Regions from separate parts of the Mus musculus genome. Here region 1 is linked to region 2. A link is a contact called in public Hi-C data. All regions are on one chromosome and are shown on one strand. Each heading gives the region's core, a stretch centred on a gene start, on an enhancer-like site or on the middle of the called end of the contact. The rest is flanking DNA. Distances are from core to core; before and after follow the strand shown. Region 1 overlaps Inpp4b (inositol polyphosphate-4-phosphatase, type II). Region 2 overlaps Inpp4b (inositol polyphosphate-4-phosphatase, type II).

Region 1 (6,452 bases), core at 437-2,936, 220 kb after region 2:
CCCTGAAACTCACATCCAGGAGGGAGCACAACACAGAGATGTTTTCTGGACTCCAGGAATGTGTCCTGGCATGCAGATGCCCTCACCATGCAGCATAGTAATGACATTTCTAGAAAATAGATCAGTATAATGAGCAGCATTTATTGCATCAAATGCCTACATCTCAGCTTATCTGAGTCATCTAGGTTAGGAGCAGTGTGGTACAAATATCGTTACACTCATCAAAACACAAGATAGGATCATTGTGACCTCATGAAATCACATCTCTCATGGTGGCTGTGTGAAAGCAAAGGAGTAGCTCTGTGGCTTGGATCTGAATCTCTGCTATTTGTTAAAGGCTTGATCCTTTGTGCACCACTCCTGGGAGGTGATGGAGTCTCCAGGAGATCAGACCCCATGAGAAGTATTTAAGTTATTAGGGATTTGGCCCCTAGGGTGTTTGGAGAACCACTCTCTCCATTTCCCTCTTTAGCCGTCTAGCTATGGAATGAGCAATGTACTTCACCCATACTCTCTGTCATTGTCACAAGGAAGCCCACCATAGAGTAATGGATTTAGTCAGCCTGGGACTAGATATTTCAAAGCTTTTAGGCAACATAGATAGAACTTTGCTCTTTTCTAGGTCATTGTATTTTGACTAATACAGTCGGTAATGTAAGGAAGCCAAATCAGTATTTATTAGGGTAAGATAAATGCAAATTGAGTTTTCAATTCCTGGACCACAGTTAGGAAATGAATCATAAAGGCAAGAACAGGAAGAGAACACCCTCAGCCTGCAGAAATAACTATGAAGCAGCCAGACCCCAGCACACGCTCCTTTTCCTCAATTGCCTATCGCTGTCAGGATTTAACCTGCTTTTTCTATTTTCCCCTTAGGATATGTCTAGATTAGAGGCCTCAAGAGGGCCGGTGTCTAGGCTTATGATTAACATTGGCCACATGTATTGACTCACACAAAGAAACTCGCTGTACCTTGTGCTGAGGCATGCTCCCCAGTAATTTACCCTTCCATGCTCATATTGATGACTAGAATACTGTTCACGTGTGCACACCGAAAAGTTGAATTTTCAACACATGCTCACACAGAGGGGCTCAGAAAGAGCTGTAACTTTGCTGTCATAGCATGTGGGTTTTTGAAAGGGACATTCTAAGAGTATAGATCCCCATCCCCATCTCCTGTCCTTAACACTCAACCATGAAGGTGTTTTCATTTTGGTATTAAGTGAGATTTGTGTGTAATATAAAACACATGTTGGATACAGATTGGTTTGTGTTTACCTCAAACCATTGGGCATTTTGTCAGCTTCCTTTGGAGCTACTTCAGCTGTTCCTCTTCATAGAAATTCATGAGAAAATGAACAGAGCTGAGACATCTCTCAGCTCTTTGTAGGGCATTTAGTGGCTATTCGATCTTTTTAGCTTTTCTTCCCCCCCCCATATCTGAAAAGTTGTGATCCCAAAATTAAGACTGTCTACATGCTTTTGTGGAGTTAATTATTTTAAATGAGGAGAGAAAAATCAAATACCTGAGAAGAAAATGGCTCAGCAATTGGCAGGACAGCATTACACCACGCTACAGTTGGTTGCTACATGGCCCTTTTATTTTTCTCCCGAGTAACATAAGAGCCATTGAGCTCAGAGGACACGGACATCCTGTACAGGAAATAGATGGTGTGTGGAGGGGAGGGAGGGCACCCAGCAGTCATCCTTTGAATCCTTTAGCTAGTTTCACTTGAATACATTAGAGAAGGCTGTAAAAGGCTGGGAAGCAGAGATCTGCCTGGATGGCTTCCAGGTTCCATCAGAGCTCAGGAAAAGCTCAGCTAAGCCACATGCATTTTATGTTTTCCTGAGGAAAAATTCTGCTTGTTGGTCTCAGGGTTAAGGAGTCTCAGCAAGTTTTTATGAAGATACTAAAACATTCTCTTCATTTTTTCATCTGCTGCTGAAGGAAGCCCATGAGAGAACTACAATTCAGGGACTGCCAAGGTGATGAGCTATGAGGTACTGATGTGGTGGCAAACCATGATGCAAGCACAGGTGCTCTGCTTCCTAGGCACATCTTACCAATGTGTTTTCCCACGTATACACATGATCATACATGTGTGGTCATACACATGTGTAAAGTGGAAAAAAAACTAAACTCAGGAAAGTACATGTGAGTGCATGCATAGATTTTTACTTTGACCACAATGTAAAAAGAGATGGTTTTGTGTGAAGCACAAAACAGCCACCATGCAAATGGGGGACTATGGAAGGACATGACAGCAATGTGAGAAGAGTGAGCTCTTTTCCCCCAACCAATCATCAGCTTTAATAAGAAAATGGAAGCATAGTTTGCTCCTTGTAAGAACGCCATGAAATGTTCATTGTAGTAGGAAGACCATTTACGATCTGAACTCTGCCTCTCTCTGGCCCTCCATAGCCTAATGTGCTCACGTCAGAACTTGGGATTTGCAGAGTGCACTGGGTGTTAACATGGGAAAGAAACATGTAGTCATTGCAGTTGGCTGGGGCAGTTCCTTTAACTACTGGCAGAGCTGATAGTTTCTCTTTATAAAAGATACATATCTGTTACCTTCCTTGATGCCTTGTGTGTCTCCATAGAAAGCATACTGTCTTCCTCAAGTCATCTTACCATGCTCAAACACTTCCAACTCTTCAATTATAACGGTCTTCTAAATTCTCATTTTTCTTAAATTATAATCAAAAGTATATAATCACTATTTTTTTATAGAATGTGTGGTATTAAATGGAGATGCTGGAATGTTGCTAGTGAGTGAAATGCCTCCTGTTTCTCTTCAGTTTAGAGTACCTTTGTATTTCTATCCCTATTCTAGTAAAACTAGAAATGGTCTCTATCTTTCTCTCTTTTGTTTCCACCTCTGTCCCTCTCTCTTCTACTTTCCTCTATCCCACACTCTCTCATTCTGAAATTTATAAGTGGCCTGTGAAGCTTCCACTTTCAAAAACCTTTAAGAAAAGCAAACAGCTGTATTTCGCTTGAATTGACAAGCTCATTCAAGGACAAAAACCTATACACTTAAGTTAGCTTTTTGTTTTCAAAGTAGAAAGAGCACATCACACCCCTGAGCAAGCTACTACCCCTTTGGCATGGGAGAGTGTGATTCAAGATGCTTAAGCAGTAGATACATGTTCTTTGAGAACTATGCAAATGTAACAAGGAAAATGTTTTATTCATTCTTGAATTAAATGACTGACAACGTAGTTCTACTTCAGCCTGATAAAGCAGCTCCACCTACTGCACAAAAGCTGTATTTCCTGCCTGATAATTCCACAGTGGGACCTCAAACCTACAGAACCAATCACAGGACAGAACATGGTTGTAGTTAACTTTCAACATTGAACTATGAGTAAACTTATCAGAACTGTCTTTTCCTAGTGTTTTAATATGTAAGGGTGTGTGATATCAACACACACACACACACACACACACACACACACACATGCAAATACTTTTTCACATTGAGGATAACAGGTACAGAATGAGAGAGGATGGGGTATACAAATAAGTATGGAAGATATATGGTAACACAGAGCATTGTTTGTTGGCACCTGAAATGTTATTTATTCAAAAATAAGTCATCTTTCCCATTTTCTTATGTAATCAATGGTATAAGAATCATGTCAGTTGAATCACTGTTCATATTTAAGCCTGAAGCATAAGCAGACTCTTTGTCAAATGAAACCAGCTGTAATAAGCTTTCCTTGAATTTCTCCTTTTCTAGTGTTTTCTTTTCCCCCAATACTAACACTTAAGTCTACAATATCTCTTGGAAAGATGAAACATAATGTATTGTTTACATTGTAGCATTTCTCTCTTTATGAAGCTTGAGGTCATTCATTTTCCTATCAACCATTTGAATTAGGTCATTTAGTTTATATTATCACAACAGAAAATAAATAATAGTGAATGCAGCACAGCCCTCATGTGATTTGTTTTTTTATCATTCTTTACTGTTCTTTTAAGGTCTTAACTGATAACTGACGTTGTTGTTCTGAGAATATGATGTTATCACAAACCTACTTGTTAATTACTTTTTAAAAAAATCTTCCATCATTTATGTTGTATTTGTCAATCCACCTTTAATTTATTTAGATTGTAATAGACTGTCACAAAACCCCAAATCTGTATTTAATATTTCTCAACTCTTCGTTCTCTAAGTAAATTAAAATACGGTATAATTTGTTCATAAATCATAGGTCAAATTCATAATTATATAGTTGATAAATGTTAGAAATCTAGACATGTAAGTACCCTAACTGGTTTTGATTTTTCCTATTATTAAAAATAGATTTTTTTCTATAGATATATCCTGATTACAGTTTTCCCTTCCTCTACTCCTCCTAGATCCTTCCCACCTGCCTGACCATTTGCATCCACCCCCTTCCTGTCTCTCATTAGAAAAGAACAGACTTCTAAGAAATGATAACAAACCATAACAAATTAAATATAATAAAACCACAACAACCATCACATTGAAGTTGGGCAAGACAAACCAAAGGAGGAAAAGAGACCAGAGAGAAGGCACAAGAATGAGAGACCTACCCACTCACACACTCAGGAGTCTGATAAAAATAATACGAAAAAGAAAGCTAGAATAAATATGCAGAGGACATGGTGCAGACATTTTGACTGTGAAACTAGACCACTAATCAAGGAGTGTAACTGGAGGGATCCATGACTATATATATATATATATATATGTATATATATATATATATATAGAGAGAGAGAGAGAGAGAGAGAGAAGAGAGCAAAGGATGGCCCTGTCTAACATCAATGGGAGGGGAGGTCCTTGTTCCTGTGGAGGTTTGATGTCCCAGTGTAGGTGGATGCTGAAGTGGTGCAGTAGGAGTGGGAGGAGCACCCTTATAGAGGCAAAGGGAGGGGGAGAGAGTGGATGTGGGATGTGGGAGCTGGGGGAAGTGTAACCAGGACGTGGGATATGATTTGAGATGTAAACGAATAGAATGATAAATTGAGAGAGAAAGAGAGAGAGAGAGAGAGAGAGAGAGAGAGAGAGAGAGAGGGAGAGAGAGGGAGAGAGAGAGAGAGAGAGGTAGAGAGAGAGAGAGAGAGAGAGATTAGTGCTAGAGAGATAGCTCCCTGAGTAATGTATGTGATTTGCAAAGGCCTGATTTGGATCCAGTCCTGTCACTCCTTCTTCATTAAGTAAAATGTATAAAACAAAATCCAACCAATCAGTATCCAAGAAAAAGGCCAAGCATGATGAAGTACCCTCCTAGTTTTAACAATGGACAGCAGAGAGAAAGGACAGAGCCCAAAGCTCATTGGCCAGAGGCTTTAGCCAGTGGGTGAGTTTCAGGTTCAGTTTGAGACTATCTCAAATTAAAAGATAGGAACAATGGAGGAAAATGCAAGTGTGTCTCTACACAGGGACAGAGGCACCCATACCTGTACACCTAGTTGCACACGTGTACATACACATACACACACACACACACACACACACACACACCATTCTCTAAAATCCCTATTTGGAACTCTAATAATGTCAAAAGTTTGACTTTTTCATATATGCCTGAATTTTACAAAAACATATACAATTTTGTCATAAATTGACCCATTCCTTGACAATTTTGGCGTCTGCTAAAAGCTAGCCCTGTTCTAGTTTCTGGGGATTTAGTGATTAAAAAATAAAATTCCTCTCCCTTGCTGAGTTTCTTCTTCAAAAGTATTCCCACATAGCAATATCAGAGTGAAGAGGGACACCGGCCTTGGGAAAGACAAACACACGGAGGGAGGGAAGGAGAGAGGGAGGGAGGGAGGGAGGGAGGCAGCTTCTTCCAGGACAGAGGTTCCAACCTAAGTTTCCAGAGAAGATAAACCATCAGATAGAGAAGTAGAGAAAAGAACATTTCTAGAAGAGACTATCTTCAAAGTCCCTAGAGTGAAAGTAGAGCATGCTGCAAGATAATTTAATACACTTAGAACTCAACATAGCAAACATTTTTAAAAAAGAGTTATTTATTTTATGTACATGACTATACTGCCACTGTTGTCGGACACACCAGAAGAGGGCATCAAATTCTATTACAGATGATTGTGAGCCACCATGTAGTTGCTGAGAATTTAACTCAGGACCTCTGGAAGAGCAGTTGGTGCTCTTAACCAGTGAGCCATCTCTCCAGCCACAGTTTTCTTTCTTCTTTTCCTTTCTTCCTTCCTTCCTTCCTTCCTTCCTTCCTTCCTTCCTTCCTTCCTTCCTTCCTTCCTTCCTTCCTTCCTTCCTTCTCTTTTTTCATTCTTTCTTCCTTTTTCAGATTTATTTATTAATTCCATATACAGTGTTCTGCCTGCATGTATGTCTGCAGGCCAGAAGAGGGCACCAGATCTATAGATGGTTATGAGCCACAATATGGTTGCTGGGAATTGAACTCAGGACCTCTGGAAGACCAGCTACTGC
Region 2 (6,550 bases), core at 2,062-4,561:
ATTATTATTATTATTACTATTATTATTATTAAATTTCTTTATTTACATTTCAAATGTTATCCCCTTTCCTGGTTTTCCCTCCAGAAACCCCCTATCAGATCCCTGCTCCCCAACCCACTCACTCCTGCTTCCTGGCCCTGGCATTCCCCTATACTGGGGCATAGAATCTTCACAGGACCAAGGGCCTCTTCTTGCATTGATGACCAACTAGGCCATCCTCTGCTACATATGCAGCTAAAGCCACAAGTTCCACCATGTGTTTTCGTTGATTGGTGGTTTAGTTCCAAGGAGCTCTGGGGGTACTGGTTAGTTCATATTGTTCCCCCTATAGGGCTGCAAAACCCTTTCAGCTTCTTGGGTCCTTTCTCTAGCTCCTTCATGGGGACCCTGTGCTCTGTCCAATGGATGGCTTTGAGCATCCACTTCTGTATTTGTCAGGTACTGGCAGAGCCTCTCAGGAGATAGCTTTATCAGTCTCCTGTCAGCAAGCTCTTGTTGGCATCCGCAATAGTGTCTGGGTTTGGTGGTTGTTTATGGGATGGATTCCCAGGTGGGGTAGTCTCTGGGTGGTCATTCCTTCAGTCTCTGCTTCAGACTTTGTCTCTGTAACTCCTTCCATGGGTATTTTGTTCCTCCTTCTAAGAGGAATTAAAGTATCCACACTTTGGTCTTCCTTCTTCTTGAGTTTCAAGTGGTTTATGAATTTTATCTTGGGTGTTATGAGCTTCTGGGCTAATATCCAATTTTCAGTGAGTGCATATCATGTGTGTTCTTTTGTGATTGGGTTACCTCACTTTAGATGATATCCTCCAGATCCATCTATTTGTGTTAATATTTCATAAGTCCATTGTTTTTAATAGCTGAGTAGTACTCCATTGTGTAAATGTACTACATTTTCTGTATCTATTCCTCTGTTGAGGGGCATCTGGGTTCTTTCCAGCTTCTGGCTATTATAAATAAGGCTGCTATGAACATAGTGGAGCATGTGTCCTTATTACAAGTTGGAACATCTTCTGGGTATATGCTCAGGAGATGTATTGCTGGATCTTCAGGTAACACTATGTCCAGCTTTCTGAGGAACCACCAGACTGATTTCCAGAGTGGTTGTACCAGCTTGCAATCACCAACAGCGGAGGACTGTTCCTCTTTCTCCACATCCTGGTCAACATCTGGTGTCATCTGAGCTTTTGATCTTAGCTATTCTGACTGGTGTGAGATGGAATCTCAGGGTTGTTTTGATTTGCATTTCCCTGATGATTAAGGATGTTGAACTTTTTTTTTTTTTAGGTAATTCTCACCTATTCGATATTCCTCAATTGAGAATTCTTTGTTTAGCTTTGTATCCCATTTTTTAATAAGGTTGTATGCTTCCGTTCTTACTGGATACTTCCATGTCTGTCTCCATTCTTACTGGTCACTTCCATGCTCTCTGTTCATGCATAGGAGTGCCTGGCAAAGCAGGGATGGGAGAGAAGACATTTTACCATGTTTATGCTTTTTGAGTTTTAAAGGCAACAAGAAGCACACATTTTGGTTAGGACCTGTTTCAACAAGATCCCTTTCTGTGAGGCATTGCTGCTCTAATGGGTATACATCTCAACCTATTGTCAGGAGTGATTGCAACTAGAGAGTCTTGATATGAAAATTAACTTAGAGTTTGCATAATACAGAAGATCTGCTCTAAATATCCATGTTTCCCAGGGTATCTCCCATATTCTTTTTAAAGGTTTGACTGTCAGGGTAGTTTTTAAAGTACTTTGCATATTTTATAGGTGCAAAGAATTTCTGCAGGAACATTACTGGCATTGAAGCTTGAATTCTGAGTTCAAGTCCCAGGGTTTCTTCCATTCTACCAAAAGGTTAAGCAAATGTTAGGTATGTGAAGTAAAGACAGTGGCAACTACTCTAACTCTCTAGGAGAGTTATCACAGTCCTCCTGCCCAGGGAGAAGGCAACCACACTACCTATCTGAATACAGTATTTAAAGGAATCATTTATTATGCCAGAAGCTCCTGTGGCTCTAGAAAATGTCAAATGAGCCCTTTAAATTGACATTGAGGTCCCAGGCAACAGAAGGGAGACAACAGGAAACACTACCAACACTTGGACTTTGGAAGGAAATGACCAGTGGAGTTGGCTTTAACTGATATCCAATGAGTGTTGGCAGTAACCCTGGCTGAGGCCTGAGAGCAAAGACTTCACATAGGGAGCAGGAAAGGCTGGCCCAGGGGTGGCCCTAGCAGGTTTGGAATAGTGCTGCAGCGCTGGAAATACTGCCAGGTGGTCTCAGCGCCACTGCAGGGAGGACAGGCAGAAGGGTGATCAGTGAGAGAGAGAGACAGCATCTTTCAGTGTTTACAGACGTTCCCTATTAAGAAAGCCTAAAGAAGAAACAGTTGTGACAGTGGAAACATAATCTGGGGAGTCTCAGGCCCTTCTTTCCATTCTGGACTTGGAGCTTAGATTGAGAAGATTGGTAAAATGCTTTGCAACAAGAAATGCAAATTTAATCTTGAGAGTAAAACCATAATTTTGTAAGCATTAACATTCTAGCTCTCTTAAATCTTGAAAAAATAACAGTGGAATAGGTATTCTTAAATGACTTCAATGTTGTCAGAAAGGTTCCCAATAGTACTTAACCAGTGTTTACATCACATGAGGTCTACTCATGGTTGAGGCTCAATGGCTTGTGAGTAATATGCTTATTTTGCTATTATAAAGTAGTGATAAATACATTAATGAGGGTGTAACAGTTATGGAAAATATTTTATAATACCAGATTGATAGAGTGATTTCTATATTCCTTTTTACTCCCATGCATTTTCTTCAAAGACATTGTAAGAAATTATTGAATATTTTCAGAAACTATTAATGATATAAAGAAGCCTGTGCTTCACATGTTTTAGAGAACTGGTCTTTTGTCTCTGTAAGAGATAAGAACCAATCCCTGTGACTGCTAGTCTAAATCTTGCTGTCTTTCTAAGTAGTTTGATGATAGTCCTTTGACTCAGCTAAAGATCTGCAGGATCGTGTGGTGCTAAATTGCTATGAAAAAGTAGATCTGGATTCCTAGCAACCTTGCTTACAGGGAGAGAGAAAGAGAGGAGGGAAGGTGGATGGAGGGAGGGAGGGAGGGAAGGAGGGAGGGTGGAGGGAGGGAAACTGTGAAAATAACATCCCTTTTTACAATAGATTTCTTTTTCCTTTGATTTGGGAAATGGTCCTGCAATGTTCCTTTCATCTTCTGTGCTGGTCATTCTTGTTGTCTGGGATTACCTCCACTAAGAGGCCTGTCTTCTGTGATGTCGGAGTTTCTATTGAAATAAAGATATGTAGCTGATAATTGACTGGGAGTTAATTTATTTAAACACAGATTGTAAACAAGTGGCTATCGCCATGACGATCTTGGCTACTAGACAGAGTATGCAGCTAAGCTAATAAACAGACAAATGTAGCAGGAGTCTGGCAGGGAAACAACAAATCTTTCTTGCTGAAGGGAAGAAGTTGTAAAAAAAAATTGAAAAAATAAAATAAAAAACCCTGGAAAACTCACAGCTGCTCCACTCCTGATGCTGGCAAGGCTGAGAGCTAAATACCAGCTTCTTCAGCAACCCTTCAGTTTGCAGCATCCCCAGGCTGTGAATGTTTTTTAGCCCCTTTGAGCACCAACAGAGTAGCTTTGCCTGGGAGGAGGCAGTGAAGAGAACTCTGGGGGCTCAGGGGACAATATGGCTTTACTCTGGTGACCTGCTGTGGCCTTACAGGGAACTGCTCTTTTGTGGATTCCTTACTAGAGATATTTTAGGCATAGCTGTCCTGAGTCAGGCCACTTCTGGTCTGCAGGCAGGAAGTATTACTGCTTGAATTAGCCCATCATCAAACTCCTGTTTAGAAAGATGAAGTTAGTTCTTATATTCTAGATTGACACTTGTGAATTATTTGAACAGGGCCCTGGCTCATTGGGGAAAAAAAAATGTGTCTCTTATGCCTAACATTCTGGGTTAACCCCAGTATTGCAAAGGAAAGTAAGAAAGAGATAGATATTCAAAAGGCCTTCCATCTACTGATTCCATGCTTCTCCTCCATCATTCTCTGCTGGTGATGGATGCAAACCTGATTTTAACTCCTAATTGATTACTAATCTGATTTATCCTGTAAAGGAAAATATTTCAGAAATACCTTTTTTTTGATCAAACCTTATCTTGGCACATCTGTATGCTAATGCCTTGAGTTCTTTAAGTAGGTGAATATTGCCACGTTATTTTCACCTTCAGTCAAAACAATTAATAGAAAATAATTGACTTATGATTGATGAATGTACAGACTTTCTGGTATCCCCTCGGGAAACAGGGGTAGGGTGGGTCTCAACCCTCTGCTGTATCATAAGCTAAGACTTCAGGATGGAAGACTATTATTCCCAAGATGGACCTAAGAGTATCTTTGCTTTCCATGGTCTTTTACAGTCACATAATTGTGCCTGTTGCTTCATAATTAAAGGACAGCATTTGGAGTTATGGTGTTTCTCATGTCCTGTTAACCTTCTCAGAATCACAGGTCTCTGTACCCTCCATGTCAAATTAAGGGATGAAATTTCAGACTTCTTCCTGGGTTCATTTGCCCAAGAGTGAGTCCAAGTTCGAATTTTCCATTTCTCCCTATGCTTTCCATCTGTCTGTAGTTTGTAGCTGGCCTTTCTGTAACCTGTCTGTGTTTGCTCTGAGTGAGTCTCTTAACAAAAACTTTGTTCTCCGGTTATTGGACGGCAGAGAGACTACCACATGGGAGAGGAATGATGCTTTACAGAAATCTTTAACAGTTGCTTTTTAAACAAGGGATTAAGTTATTTACTTCAACTGACCCCAAAGAACTCACTACTGCAAACATTGTGTTATCAAGCATCTTCCATATGCTTTCCCCAATATTTATGGTAGATATTTGTTGGATAAGGTCAATTTCACTCTGTCTGCTGTTTTCAGCAAACTATTACCATAACACTCACACATATCCATATGCATTGCTCTCTGGGTCAGGGACATAGATGAATACACAATTTAAAATTAAAATTAGTCATTAGCTTAGGTGGTAGAGCTGATTACACAGAGGAATCCAGGCAGGTAAGGCTGGTGGTTCCCAGGGTCTCTTAATGGCAGGTTAAACAAACAACTGAGAACCCAATGGGATAGCAGTCTTAAATCGTAAGTGAACTCATAGTGTAGTATTAACTCTGGCTGTGAGGTCTAGAAAAAAGTGTCAGTCTCTTAGAACACAAGAGATTTAAAAAAAATATAACACCTCACAGTCGTCTCCTCTTTCATTTCGCTAAAGGTACTGATAAATTATTGTGACATATAAAGAGGATAGTGAACCTCAAACTAGGACTTGGAACCCTGCTTCTCTGTGTTTTCTGGGAGATACTCCCATTTTTATTAACCACCCTTGTTTAAGTATAGCTAAATCAAGGTGAAAGTATTCATCAGTTTCAATCTTCCCCAGTGTCATAGTGCTTTGTATTTCCATTGCAGTTGTCTATGTTCATGATACCAGAAAATTGTTGTAGTGCTTCATTCAGAATGTATTTATTTGGATAGTTCTATTAATGGATCATTTAAATAAATTTTATTGAAATTTACTAACTTTCGTCTTAAGTTTCTCAAATTGACAATTGAGTGACAATAGCAGCATCTATCTTAGTGCATATAAAAATAAAAAGGTTAATTTTATTGGACACTTCCCTACCCCGGAAGATGTGCAAGTAAGTATTTAATTTACTTTCTCCAATCTTTATTGTGTGTGTCAGACAGCTTTCAGCCCTGCCTGGTTTCCCTTGTATCTGCAGACGAAAGACACACACATTAGCTTATTTTTGATGTGCTTTAGCTCAATGGCCGGGTTTGCTAAGCCTTCCTTGGCTATTGTGCTCTTCTTTACATTCTCAGCTCAACACCTCCAAATCTGCCCTCAACTTTGGTTGCTAAGTTACTTTTAGTCCTAGCTCAGTACCCTAAATCTGCCCTCAGCTCATTGCTCTCTAATTTCCTGCCTGCTACCCCAGGCCCAGTCACAGAAGCAGCAGAGGGCCATTCCACTTGAGATCTCACGTGGCTAGTGGCTCTTTCTCCTTCCTTTGCATCTGCTAGCCTGCCAGTGGGAAAACTGGAAGTCCGACCTATGCTGCCCAGCTCCTTGGCTGCTAGCATTTTTAATGATGGATCAAGAACCAATTGGGGAACAGGATCTTCAGTGTTCCCAAGCAGATACCAGATCAAAGAAAGCATCAAAACAACCCTGTACAAAGGAGACCTGAGACTTCTCAGAAGGCTACATGCTGACAGGTGATAGTACCTCTCATAGAGGAAAACTAAGGACCAGGGTTTTTCTCAGAGCACTGGCCAAATAAGGTTAATCAAGTGTTTTGAATATATGTAGTATTTTCTTCTGAAAACTGAAATCACGTGTGTTCTCATTTTTTTACAACTCTCATATTTACACAGCAGAAAGTTGAAGAATTCCCATTCCAGAAGACAGGAACAAGGTAGATATTCAATATGTA

The links. Hi-C and Micro-C count contacts between places; a contact is called where the count stands out from the background.
Region 1: a Hi-C map of neural progenitor cells shows a contact between it and region 2, with 4 times the contacts expected there. The contact joins two enhancer-like sites. A contact is called at or near these places in 2 of 39 promoter capture datasets (the 3T3-L1 cell line and hippocampal neurons), 1 of 15 datasets of contacts at CTCF or cohesin (pro-B cells), 42 of 484 Hi-C or Micro-C datasets (the 3T3-L1 cell line, 3T3-L1-derived adipocytes, the AML12 cell line and 26 more) and 4 of 115 datasets of contacts at active chromatin or transcription factors (astrocytes, large pre-B cells, memory CD8 T cells and 1 more).

Annotation. Positions count from the first base shown.
Region 1 is chr8:82,025,870-82,032,321 of GRCm38.p6, forward strand. The region is part of intron 17 of Inpp4b (inositol polyphosphate-4-phosphatase, type II); the gene reads left to right. Among named protein-coding and RNA genes, the nearest start is that of Gm25267, 120 kb to the right of the region's middle. Within about 2 kb of position 1,687, at least 35 of the 459 cell types and tissues checked have an H3K27ac peak or open chromatin away from gene starts, as enhancers often do. A contact at or near this core is called in neural progenitor cells, pro-B cells, stem cell-derived neural progenitor cells and 2 more, where this site is marked.
Region 2 is chr8:81,808,865-81,815,414 of GRCm38.p6, forward strand. All of the region lies in intron 7 of Inpp4b (inositol polyphosphate-4-phosphatase, type II), which reads left to right. Among named protein-coding and RNA genes, the nearest start is that of Gm25267, 340 kb to the right of the region's middle. Within about 2 kb of position 3,312, at least 48 of the 459 cell types and tissues checked have an H3K27ac peak or open chromatin away from gene starts, as enhancers often do. A contact at or near this core is called in neural progenitor cells, pro-B cells, stem cell-derived neural progenitor cells and 2 more, where this site is marked.